Regions from separate parts of the Sus scrofa genome. Here all the other regions are linked to region 3. Evidence: chromatin contacts called from public HiChIP or PLAC-seq data. All regions are on one chromosome and are shown on one strand. The core of a region is the stretch at or near the end of the contact, and the rest is flanking DNA. Distances in the headings are between cores, read along the strand shown. Region 1 overlaps PGM2 (phosphoglucomutase-2). Region 2 has its middle 45 kb from the start of PGM2. Region 3 overlaps RELL1 (RELT-like protein 1).

Region 1 (3,724 bases), core at 895-3,394, 200 kb before region 3:
GCAAGAATTTGATAAAAATCTTTCTAAAACATGCCAAGTATGCTTCTTGTACAGGCCATGAATAGGATTTAGAAAGAAACATTTATATAAAAAGCTGGTGTACCAATTTGTCAAAAGAAAAAATTCACATTAAGACATGACTTGAGGAGTTCCCGTCGTGGCGCAGTGGTTAACGAATCCGACTAGGAACCATGAGGTTGCGGGTTCGGTCCCTGCCCTTGCTCAGTGGGTTAAAGATCCGGCGTTGCCGTGAGCTGTGGTGTAGGTTGCAGACGCGGCTCGGATACTGCGTTGCTGTGGCTCTGGCGTAGGCCAGTGGCTACAGCTCCGATTAGACCCCTAGCCTGGGAACCTCCATATGCCGCGGGAGCGGCCCAAAGAAATAGCAAAAAGACAAAAAAAAAAAAAAAAAAAAAAGACATGACTTGAGGGCCCGTCGTGGCGCAGTGGTTAATGAATCCGACTAGGAACCATGAGGTTGAGGGTTTGATCCTTGGCCTTGCTCAGTGGGTTAAGGATCCGGCGTTGCCATGAGCTGTGGTGTAGGTTGCAGACAAAGTTCAATTCCCGAGTTGCTGTGGCTCTAGCGTAGGCCGGCAGCTACAGCTCCGATTCGACCCTGAGCCTGGGAACCTCCATATGCTGCGGGAGTGGCCCCAGAAAAGGCAACAACAAAAAAAAAAAAAAAAAAAAAAAAAGACATGAATTGAGGGAGTTCCTGCTGTGGCACAGTAGGGAATGAATCTGACTAGCATCCAAGAGGCTGTGGGTTCAATCCCTGGCCTCGCTCAGTGGGTTAAGGAACTGGTGTTGCCATGAGCCGTGGTGTAGGTCACAGACGCAGCTAGGACCCAGGTTGCTGTGGCTGTGGCATAGGCTGGCAGCAGTAGCTCCCTTTCCACCCCTAGCCTGGGAATTTCCATATGCAGCAGGTGCGGCGCTAAAAAGGCAAAACGACATGGTTCGAGGCAAATCCAGATTTTGACCCAAGAAATTTCCTAATTGTGATAGCTGGGGAAAAGAATACAAACTAAATTAAAAAGCAAACAGGCATACAAACAAATGACATTTTGCTAACTAGCCAAAAGATCCTCAGAACATAAGCCAAAGAAAAACTATTTAAAAAAAAAAAAAAATCAATTTTGGAGTTCCCGCTATGGTGTGGTGGTTTAAAGGATCAGGCTCAGTGGGTTAAGTTCCTTTTAAACCACTGCACCATATATATATATATATATATATATATATAAAATCAATTCTGATGAGACAGAAGTTGAATACCAAAGAAATATTACTAGGATGTGAAGGACCATTCCTGGAAACAAAATTCTTGACATTTATTATTATTTTTTCTGTGCCCACAGCATGGAAAAGTTTCTGGACCAGGGATCGAACCCGTGCCACAGCAGGGACCCAAGCCACTGCAGTAACAATGCTGGATCCTTCACCCACTGAGCCACAGGGGGAACCTGGAGAATTCCTGATAAAAGGAGCCCTTTGTCCTTCAAATACCTGAATCCCAAGAGCACTAAAGACTGTAAAACTCGGCCATATCCCATCCTTGATCCCAGGACAGAAAATCATAGAAGCAAACAGTTCACTTACCACAAAGGGGGTCGGGGTTATATCAGAAAAGAGGTACACGGGAATCCCCTGGCTGATAAACGCGGTTGCGGCGAGCCGGGCAAACCTGGAAATGCAGAGTGACAGGGAGAAGAGAGAGTGGAGCCATCAGGACCGGGGGTGACAAGGAAGAAGGAAACGAAGGCCCAACCATTCCTCTGGGTTGAGTACGGCAGCCAGATGGAGGAAAACTGTGATGACACCTGTGCTGGCGAGAGCATTAAAGCTGGAGGAACCTTAGGAGGTAGCCTGCCCCGCCTCTCTGTTTTACAGAAATGGATGAAAGCCAAGAAAGGCCAGACCACTAGTCTCGTGTCCAGCAGCCATTCAGCAGCTGGGCCCGGCCTGCACCCACATCTCTCAGCTCCCTTCCATCTTGGTGGTCTCAGCCGAGGGCCATGAGGCCTCTGTGGGACATCTGCCTTGTCTAGAGACATTTCTAGCTGTCTCCAAGGTAGGATGCTAGTGGCAGCCGGTAGGTGGATGCTAGGGATGCTAAACAGCCCACACTGCATGGGGCAATGGCCACAAGAAGAGTGATCTGGCTCAGTGACAAGTCACACGTCCAGAGTGCAGAGATGGAGAAACCCCGGTCTTGAGCTGTCACCATCTAGTACACGCCCTAAAGACTAGCATTTGAATTTGATGTCATCGTCTATGAAACATACTCTCATGGCATGTGTGCATGTGATATGTGGGTGACACACAGATGTATATGACACATGTAAATGACATATATACATCTTGGCTCCACTCAGTCCTTTAATGAGTTGACATATTTTTCAATTTCCACAGCACCTGGCTTCAGGCAGGACGCAGAACATGGAATCAAGTCTCTCTTCATGCTCTGCATCAAATACTTTAACACAATAAAGCAGCAATTGACTTCCAACGAGCAATCATACTATTACAAAATTAACCAAACAAATTATTCTCTCAGATATTTCCAGAGGTCTAACTTCATAGAACACTATCCTGGAGCTGGTTGGGGCCAAAAGAAGAGATCTTAAACAACTCAAGCATTAAAATCCCGAGTAGCAACAGTAATATAAAAAATGATTTCGACAGTCAAAATTATGCCCCTACATATAGAGGGAAGTCATAAAAACAACATTTAGCAAAAAAGAATTTTAAAAAATCTGGGAGTTCCCATCATGGCTCAGAGGTTAACGAATCCGACTAGGAATCATGAGGTTGCGGGTTCGATCCCTGGCCTTGCTCAGTAGGTTAAGGATCCTGCATTGCTATGGCTGTGGCGTAGGCCGGCAGCAATAGCTCCGATTAGACCCTTAGCCTGGAAACCTCCATATGCCGTAGGTGCGGCCCTAAAAAGACAAAAGACAAAAAAATTAAAATAAGAAATAGAAAAATAAATAAATAAAAATCTGAATTAAATGCACATCCCATTCATGAGGAGGAACAGAGGTCACATTTACCTACAGGAAACGTGTACCACAGCTGACCTTAGAAGCACTTTCTTAAAGCTAGTAAAGGAGACGACACTCACCACAGTTGAGTGAACTCAACTACAAATGTGCACAAAAAGGATTCAGTGTGTTCTCTGCATATGCTTAACATTACTGCTTATGTTCCCCACCAGATATTTTAAACTTGGAAGATTAAAAGAACTAATTGTTTATTAGGTAAAATTCTGAGACTACAGTAAGTTTCCAAGTCTAAGAAAATTCCATTTACTCATCATGAATGTTTTAACATGCACTGGTTTAATATTTGTCACAATCTCTAAATATCTTGCTACTGTATGTGATGAGAGCAGTCCTGAGCTCCACTCCACTCCATGCCAAACTCTGAGACTTGAACCACAAACAAATAAAATCAATAATATCCGTCACTTTGAGGAACCAATATGGCCCCAAGGCCAAAGCCAAAAATATCTACCCCTTAATTAACAATGTTAACATACATGAAAGAAGTGCCAACCTGAAGCAGGGTAGTTAGCCCAAAAAGAAGAAATTTGAGAAGCTAAACAGACCCTTAGCCACATACATGGACTGCACATGCTTTGACTAGAGGGTCTGACCTGCCCCTGGGGCTGGAAAAGCATGTGTATGATGTTAATTCTAACTGTAAAACCACTAACTAA
Region 2 (3,904 bases), core at 542-3,041, 140 kb before region 3:
AAGAGAGACCACTTTGTGCAGTGGGAAAATTTAGTTTAGATTTATCATGCTGAGCATTTGATAAGACAAATTAGTAATGCCACTTTTTAAAAAGTATGGAGAAACTCAACCAGTTTAGCTACTGCGTGCTGTTCAGCTGGTATGCAAATGTATTCGTGGTCCCAGAATTTTTACCCAGACCTTTAGGGTGTGGAGCCAGAATGCCCTTTCTCTGTGCTGCCAAGGTCCTTTCATCTTGGCATATATACTCAGGAACCGCAGGTCATATTTTAAAAGAATAAAGACCTATATATAAATCACCCTCCCAAAGAAAGCTGTGTTGAGCTAAGTTTTGCTTGAGGCTGAGAAGTCTCTTCATCTGAGGATCAGTGGCCCCCCTTGGGGCACCCCCACCCCAGGAAATTGCTGGGCTTTCCAGTCCAGATCCTTTCTGCCTTTACCTGTGTCTCAGCCTAGACAGCTTTGAAGGTCCAGAAGCAGTCATGAAAGAACCTACAAAGGAAGTTTCTAGAAGCTGTGGAGAAAGAGGACAGAGTGAAAAGCAGGTCATTTAATTATATTTTCCTTTGCCTTTGTTTCTCCTCCTTACTTATTCTCTTCATGAGCTGCTGTTACCGTGGAAAGGCTCTTGTCTCATCACAGAAGGAATCAGAAACTAGAAGGAAATTGAGAAGGCAAAGTGAGGATTTATTTAAGTGAGAAACAAGCCTCCAGAGGGAAGGCAGGCAGACAGGTGAGCAGTTGCCCTGCGTTTCTTTAGCAAGTGGGTTAGGAGGGGCATACAAATGAAGGGGCGGAGTATTCACTGGGGATCCTATACCCTGATTTTCTTTTTTTTAATTTAAAATGATTTTTATTTTCTCCATTATGGCTAGTTTACAGTGTTCTGTCAATTTTGTACTGTACAGCAGGGTGACCCAGTCACACATACATCTATACAGTCTCTTTCTCACATTATGCTCCTTCATGCCCCATCATAAGTGACCAGATAAAGTTCCCAGTGCTATACAGCAGGATCTCATTGCTCATCCATTCCCAGGGCAACAGTTTGCATCTATTAACCCCAAATTCCCAGTCCGTCCCACTCCCTCCCCTTCCCCCTTGTCATTTATCCAGATTTTCATTCCAGCTCCACCTTCCTGAAGGGGGGAGGGATTTTTGTCCTTATTTAACTTTGATTGGAAGTGTCCTGAGCCTTGGTCCTTAATGGAATTTTTTTATCTGTAAGGCTAATTTTATTGCAATGAGGAAGTAACGAGCAACAGGTTACATTTGAATGCTGGAGATTCCTGCCTTTTCCAACCTTTCTTTTTCTGCCTCCAGGACACTTACCACCTCAAATGTGTGGTTTCCAGTCAGTTCCTGCTTTTCTTTTTCTGCCATGAGACACCCCCCAATCCCTCACCCCTCCTTCTTTTTGCTGCCCTGGGACCCCCTGCTGTTTGCAAGATGCGTGGTTTCCTGCCAGTTGGCCTTTGGCCTCTGTTTCTCTGTTCACACCTACCTCTCTGCCTGCTGTAACACTGCCACAAAACTGTGGGAGGAGCAAAATCTCATCACCTTAAAATCCATCTAGATGGGACATGGTGGAGGGATTGAAATTACTATTTTTCTCTTTTGGCAGAAAATAAAAGCACCCAGGATAATCCAGGTGTGGAGGGCTGGTGTACATATGGAAGAGATCATAAAGCTCTAGAGTTTGTTTATATGGACATCTAAGTGCGTGGGAATCAGTGCAGAGTTTTGTTTTCTTTTTCTTTAGTTCAACCTGACGAATGGTCTTCCGAAGTGACCTCACCACATTTGCATAGTGCAAACTCTTCCTCTGATCAAGGTGCACGTCTCCATGGATGGGGTTGTGGGGAGACCACGAAGGACAGAGCAGTTCTTGTGGACCCAGTCGATGGTGTGGATAACATCTTTAGGAGGTTATAAAAGGTCATAACAAAACAATCATGCATTCTGACAGGGGTAAGCTGTAGGAGAAACTGTCCCAATAAGAAGGAAGAAAGGAGAGACCTCAGCCATGATGACTAAGCAAAGTCCAGCCAACTGCCCCTAACCACCCTCCCCCACACATCTGCTTCTGTGAACTTGTTTCCACACCTACTCCCTCGCCTGACCTCACTCCGGTCCAACCAGCCAAGCACGGACCCGGAAGAGGTAGCCCATAAAAGCCTTGTGAAACCCTTCTTCGGGGCTCAGACTCCGGAGAGCCATCTCCTCTGAGCCCGCCGGCAAAATAAACCTGAAGTCTCCAACTCTCCGAGTACTCGCTGGGTTTCTCGCCCCGTAAAAGAGCTGATCCACTGCAGCCACAGAGCTGCTGGAGCTGGGACACTACAGCCACAGGGCTGTCGCCAGAGCTGATAACGCTGCAGCACAGGGCTGCTGGGCAGCTGCTGTAACAAAACAACCATCCTCCCAGCCTTGAATCCCCTAATAAGGTTTCTAGGAGGCGCTGGTTCATCATTACCCTTTGAGAAAGGGTAGAATGGCATGTCTCCTCAGGGCAGCTTTTTCTTCTGGCAGCAATAATTGTTTAGTTCATTATTTGTATTCATTCAGACTCATTGACCTTCACATTATTTATCTATTTTTTTAATTTTTTTTTGGGGGGTCTTTTTAGGGTCGCACCCGAGGCATATGGAGGTTCCCAGGCTAGGGGTCCAATCGGAGCTGTAGCCGCCGGTCTACGCCTCAGTTACAGCAACAGGGGATCTGAGCCACATCTGCGACCTACACCACAGCTCATGGCAACGCGGGATCCTTAACCCACTGAGTGAGGCCAGGGATCAAACAGGCAACGTCTTGGTTACTAGTCCAAGACAATGGTTTGTTAACCATTGAGCCAACCTTCACATATTTTTAAACAAAAGAAACATTTTCAAATGGAGATCCGTCATGATTTTCTGTTTTTTTTTTTTTTTTTCTTCAGGGCCACACCTGCAGCATACAGAAGTTCCCAGGCTAGGGATCAAATCAGAGCTGCAGCTGCCAGCCTACACCACAGCCACAGCATCTCAGGATCCGAGCCATGTCTTCAAACCTACACCATAGCTCACAGCAATGGCAGATCCCCAACTCACAGAGCAAGGCCAAGGATTGAACCCATGTCCTCATGGATGCTAGTAGGGTTCATTACCACTGAGCCGCAATGGGAACTCCAGGATTTTCTTTATAAGCATTATGCATCACTGTAATTCTAGCTTTTTGCCACTGAGAAGAGTGAGTTATTTTCAAATGTTATTACAAGCCTGCACTTTCCTATCATTGCAGATCACCTCTCACCCAATCTGCAGGCAGGATGGTAACCAAGATTGTTGGAACCCTGTTGTATGGGTCAGTGACTCTCCATTCTGGGTTGAGGGCATGGCTGTGTGCAACAATTATACTCTAACCAACCAATGCACATTTACCATTGAGCCAAGCACAAGGCTCAGTATCGTGGGAGAAGATAAAGGGACACTGGCATGGTGTATATTCTCAGGAGAAAGGGGGAGGAATAGTCAATAAGTGTTCATCATATACTTGGCACTGAGCTAGCCATTGCAGAAACTCACAAAGAGGTACAGGGCATGGCTGCTGCCTCCAGGGAGCAAGTTAATTGAAGAGTAAAATGAAACAAATAACAAATGCTGGGGAGGATGTGGGGAAAAGGGAACCCTCCTGTACTATTGTCAGGAAGTAAATTGGTACAACCACTATGGAAAACAGTATGGAGGTATCTTAGAAAACTACACATAGAACTACCATATGACCCAGGAATCCTGCTCTTGGGCATATGTCTGGACAAAACTTTCCTTGAAAAAGACACATGCACCTGCATGTTCATTGCAACACTATTCACAACAGCCAACACATGGAAACAACCTAAATGTCCATCAACAGATGAATGGATTTA
Region 3 (3,654 bases), core at 197-2,696:
TGTCTTTATCATTAGAATGGCATTGTAAGCCATAAACTCTAGAGAGGAAGAGGATCTCTTCCTTCCAGACAATTTTTTTCCGAGGTTCTTCATTTCTCTCCATCAGTCTTGTTTTATGATGAAATGGTCACACTTGGGATTTCTTTTCTTCTTCTTCTTCTTTTATGTAATTAGAGTGCTTTTGAAAAATTGAAGGAGAGTTGATTTACAGAGTTGTATTTCTGGGGCACAGCAAAGAGATTCCATTCTTTTTAAAAATATTCTTTTCTATTATGATTTATCATAGGCTATTGAATCTAGTTTCTTGCACTAAACAGTAGAACCTTGTTGTTTATTCATCCTATAAGTAATAGCTTACATCTGCTAAACCCCAGCCTCCCACCCTATCCCTCCCCCAAGCCTCCGCACTTCCCCTGGGCAACCTCAAGTCTGTGTTCTCTATGTCTGTGAGTCTGTTTCATAAATAGGTTCATTTGTGTCATATTTTAGATTCCACATAAAACACTTGGGATTTCTGAGTTGTCTTTTCAATGTAAGGAAGTTTGGCTTCACTTCCCCCAGCCTGAGCACTCACTAGTGTAAGACAATAATCACCAAATTCTCCCCCTACCCTCACCCCCTAAAAAGATAGGTCAGCGTTATTAAATGTGGGGGGGCCCTATGGCAATGAGAACTGGAGAATAATTCGTTTTCTCCCCCTCTGGTCCATTGCTGCTAGATTTCTCTAGCATCTATGCCAGCTCCCTCCTGTTTTCTGACTGCTGTTTGCCCATACAGAAGGCACCATTTAGCATTAAAAGCTGTGGTAAAGAAATACTATTTTACAGCATGTGTTTGGTTGTGACTATGGTCATACTCACAGCAATAGAATGGAAGGAGAAGAAATTTAACAATGTCGAATGTACCATGACACAGTTCCGGAAACAAGGCTACCACTGGAAATTTACAGGCGTACAGAATGTGGTATCTTCTTTCCTCTTGGTTGTCACCCCAGTAAGATAGGTATTTACCTGGAAATAGATAGTTGCTGTGCTGGTCAAGTGCTCCCTGTTGTTAAGGGTGTGTTTGTGAAGAGCAAGAGCCCAGAGCTGTGAATCAGAGCTGGGGAGCTTTCGACAGAGCCCGAGAAAGGTTAACTTTCCTTTTTCTGCCTCGTGTCTGGTGTGAGCGATCCAGACTTGAAGCAGCTGTTTGTATCTGTCCCTTCCGCTTTCAAAGACACTGTGCACAGTGCAGTTTTAATTAGCCAAGGAAGGCCGTACAAAGAAAGCCAGTGTGATTGGATGATGGTCATGAAAACAATAGCTAACTTGGAGAAGGGTCTGGTATTAAGCACTGCACATACATCATCTTATGCAAAACCCCCAACGACCTTAGGAGGGAACTCTGTAGGGAGGCCGAGGCTTCACAGCTAGTCAGAGGGTGTGGATGTGGGGACAGGCCAATATCTCCGGATCCCTCCTTCGTAACCCAGCCCTCTGTCCTTCCTGCCCACTCCTGACCAGTGGTCAAACTTGTGCAAAGAACACTGGGAATTTCTACTGCGTTGGAATGAAGAGTCTGACTGTGATGAAAGACCCCAGTCTGGGCCTGACATCCTTTGCTCTTGACCTTCTTGTTTTCCTTGATACAAAAAAAGTCCAGGTCTAAGAGAGCAGGTGATAAAAAGAGAGAGAGAGAGAGAAAGACATAAAAATAGTTGAATACCTATTTTCTAGATAATGGCCTAGTTTGAAGTATTACTGGGAAAAGTCTCTCATCTTTTTAAACTTTTTTTTTTCTTTTAGGACAATTTGTCTATTTTTCCAGCTCTGGCCTTTCTACTTTTTTCCCTGATAGTGTCTTCCACATTAATCAACCCAGTATTCAAATGAACTTATTCCCACATTTGAGTTTGTTTGGTTTTTATGGTCCAAATTCATGGTTTAGCCGTGTAAGGTTGTGGCAATGCAGTACAGGGACTTAGTTATTCATTTATAATTAAGAACTTGGTTCATGCTGTTTTTTATTTTATTTTATGCGTTTTTTTTTTTTTTTTTTTTTTTTTAGGGCTGCAGGTGCAGCATATGGAAGTTCTCAGGCTAGCAGTCCAATCGGAGCTGTTGCTGCCGGCCTACACCACACCCACAGCAACACCAGATCTGAGCCACGTCTGTGACCTACACCACAGCTCAATCCCGGATCCTTAACCCACTGAGCAAGGCCAGGGATCAAACCCACATCCTCATGGATCCTTGTCCGGTTTGTTGCCACTGAGCTCTGCAGTGGAGCCATGACTGGTTCATGCTATTTTAGAGGGCAGCTCCTTTTCAGCTAAAGGGGAAAGCATCCTTTACCCACACATTTAGTTTGGGAAATCTCTCTCCCTCCTTCACACACACACACACACACACACACCCATTGTGAGTATTATAACTGTCAGCAGCAGTAAAGGATAACATGGATAATGTTAGACTACATATCCTGAAGGATGAGATATTTGTAAAGGATGTACTTGTCTGTAAAATAAGTACTTATTTGAATAATAAGTACAAAGTAATACTCCAATAAAGACATCCTATTGATTTTTTGCTATTTCTTCATATTTCTGCAAGTTGGTTTCATCTCTCTTTAGTGTTCATAGGCAAACACAGTCTGGGGAAACAAGAGAAGGTTTTCTTCCTTAACGGGGGTAGGTCGGCCTGCGTGGTGTGTATGCTGCAGTCTACACAGGCTGATGTAGCATTTCGCTCCTGTTCCGGGTCTTCAGAAGAGGAAAGTTAAAGGACACGTAACTGACTGTCATCTAGATGAGACCATTGTGAACCACACCACAAACCTTTGAAAAGTAGAAAACTATTTGCCGGGTTTACGAGGGGCTTCCTTTGTGATGTAAATATGGACATGGACACAGACCTGTGAGTGGTTAGAAGAGCTTAAAAATACACTGCAGAGGAGTTCCCGCTGTGGCGCAGGCAGTTTGTTGGTTAATGAATCCGACTAGGAACCATGAGGTGGCGGGTTCAATCCCTGGCCTTGCTCAGTGGGTTAAGGATCCGGCATTGCCGTGAGCTGTGCTGTAGGTCACAGACATGGCTCGGATCCCGCATTGCTGTGGCTCTGGTGTAGGCCGGCAGCAACAGCTCCGATTGGACCCCTAGCCTGGGAACCTCCATATGCCACAGGTACGTCCCTAGAAAAGGCAAAAAAAAAAAAAAAAAAAAAATTCACTGCAGAGCCTTCCAAGGTACAGTGAAGACCTAAGATTGCAGAGGCATCCTTCTTGCCCCGAGAAGTCCCAATCTCGCTGCCCCGTTCGCTCAGTGGAGATGCAGAGTTAGTGCAGTTTGGTGTGGCTTGGGAAAGACACCTTACCTGGCACCTACAAGGTGCCCTGTACTAAACACATTCATCCCATTGCTCCTTGCTTGACAGGATGTAGCTGAAGAGTTCAAGATCAGGTTCCCAAGCAGAAGTGGTACAGGTCTCTCAGGGAGGATCCCCTCCTGTCACCCCAGGAACTGCTGTTAACACAGACCGACCCCCTCTGTCTGCTGTGGTTCTCAAGTTCTGTTCTCTCTTGCTTTATAAAACCCTGATAAAAAGAGGTCCTTTGGAAATTGTGGCCGTTAGATTTCCTTAGACTGAATGCTAAGAAGAAATGTGTCATGGGGG

What was found. HiChIP or PLAC-seq counts read pairs in DNA pulled down with a chosen protein or histone mark.
Region 1: an H3K27ac HiChIP or PLAC-seq map of alveolar macrophages shows a contact between it and region 3. The contact joins two enhancer-like sites. A contact is called at or near these places in 6 of 47 Hi-C or Micro-C datasets (fetal liver, liver, mesenteric adipose tissue and 3 more) and 1 of 2 datasets of contacts at active chromatin or transcription factors (alveolar macrophages).
Region 2: an H3K27ac HiChIP or PLAC-seq map of alveolar macrophages shows a contact between it and region 3. The contact joins two enhancer-like sites. A contact is called at or near these places in 9 of 47 Hi-C or Micro-C datasets (blood, embryonic fibroblasts, fetal liver and 4 more) and 2 of 2 datasets of contacts at active chromatin or transcription factors (alveolar macrophages and skeletal muscle).

The regions. Positions count from the first base shown.
Region 1 is chr8:29,319,736-29,323,459 of Sscrofa11.1, reverse strand. PGM2 (phosphoglucomutase-2) reads right to left here. Exons shown (of 14, transcript XM_003128910.4): 4 at 1,603-1,687. Among named protein-coding and RNA genes, the nearest start is that of PGM2, 14 kb to the right of the region's middle. Within about 2 kb of position 2,144, at least 3 of the 83 cell types and tissues checked have an H3K27ac peak or open chromatin away from gene starts, as enhancers often do. A contact at or near this core is called in alveolar macrophages, where this site is marked.
Region 2 is chr8:29,260,653-29,264,556 of Sscrofa11.1, reverse strand. No RefSeq gene overlaps it. Among named protein-coding and RNA genes, the nearest start is that of PGM2, 45 kb to the left of the region's middle. Within about 2 kb of position 1,791, at least 22 of the 83 cell types and tissues checked have an H3K27ac peak or open chromatin away from gene starts, as enhancers often do. A contact at or near this core is called in alveolar macrophages, where this site is marked.
Region 3 is chr8:29,121,398-29,125,051 of Sscrofa11.1, reverse strand. The region is part of intron 6 of RELL1 (RELT-like protein 1); the gene reads left to right. Among named protein-coding and RNA genes, the nearest start is that of RELL1, 67 kb to the left of the region's middle. Within about 2 kb of position 1,446, at least 10 of the 83 cell types and tissues checked have an H3K27ac peak or open chromatin away from gene starts, as enhancers often do. A contact at or near this core is called in alveolar macrophages, where this site is marked.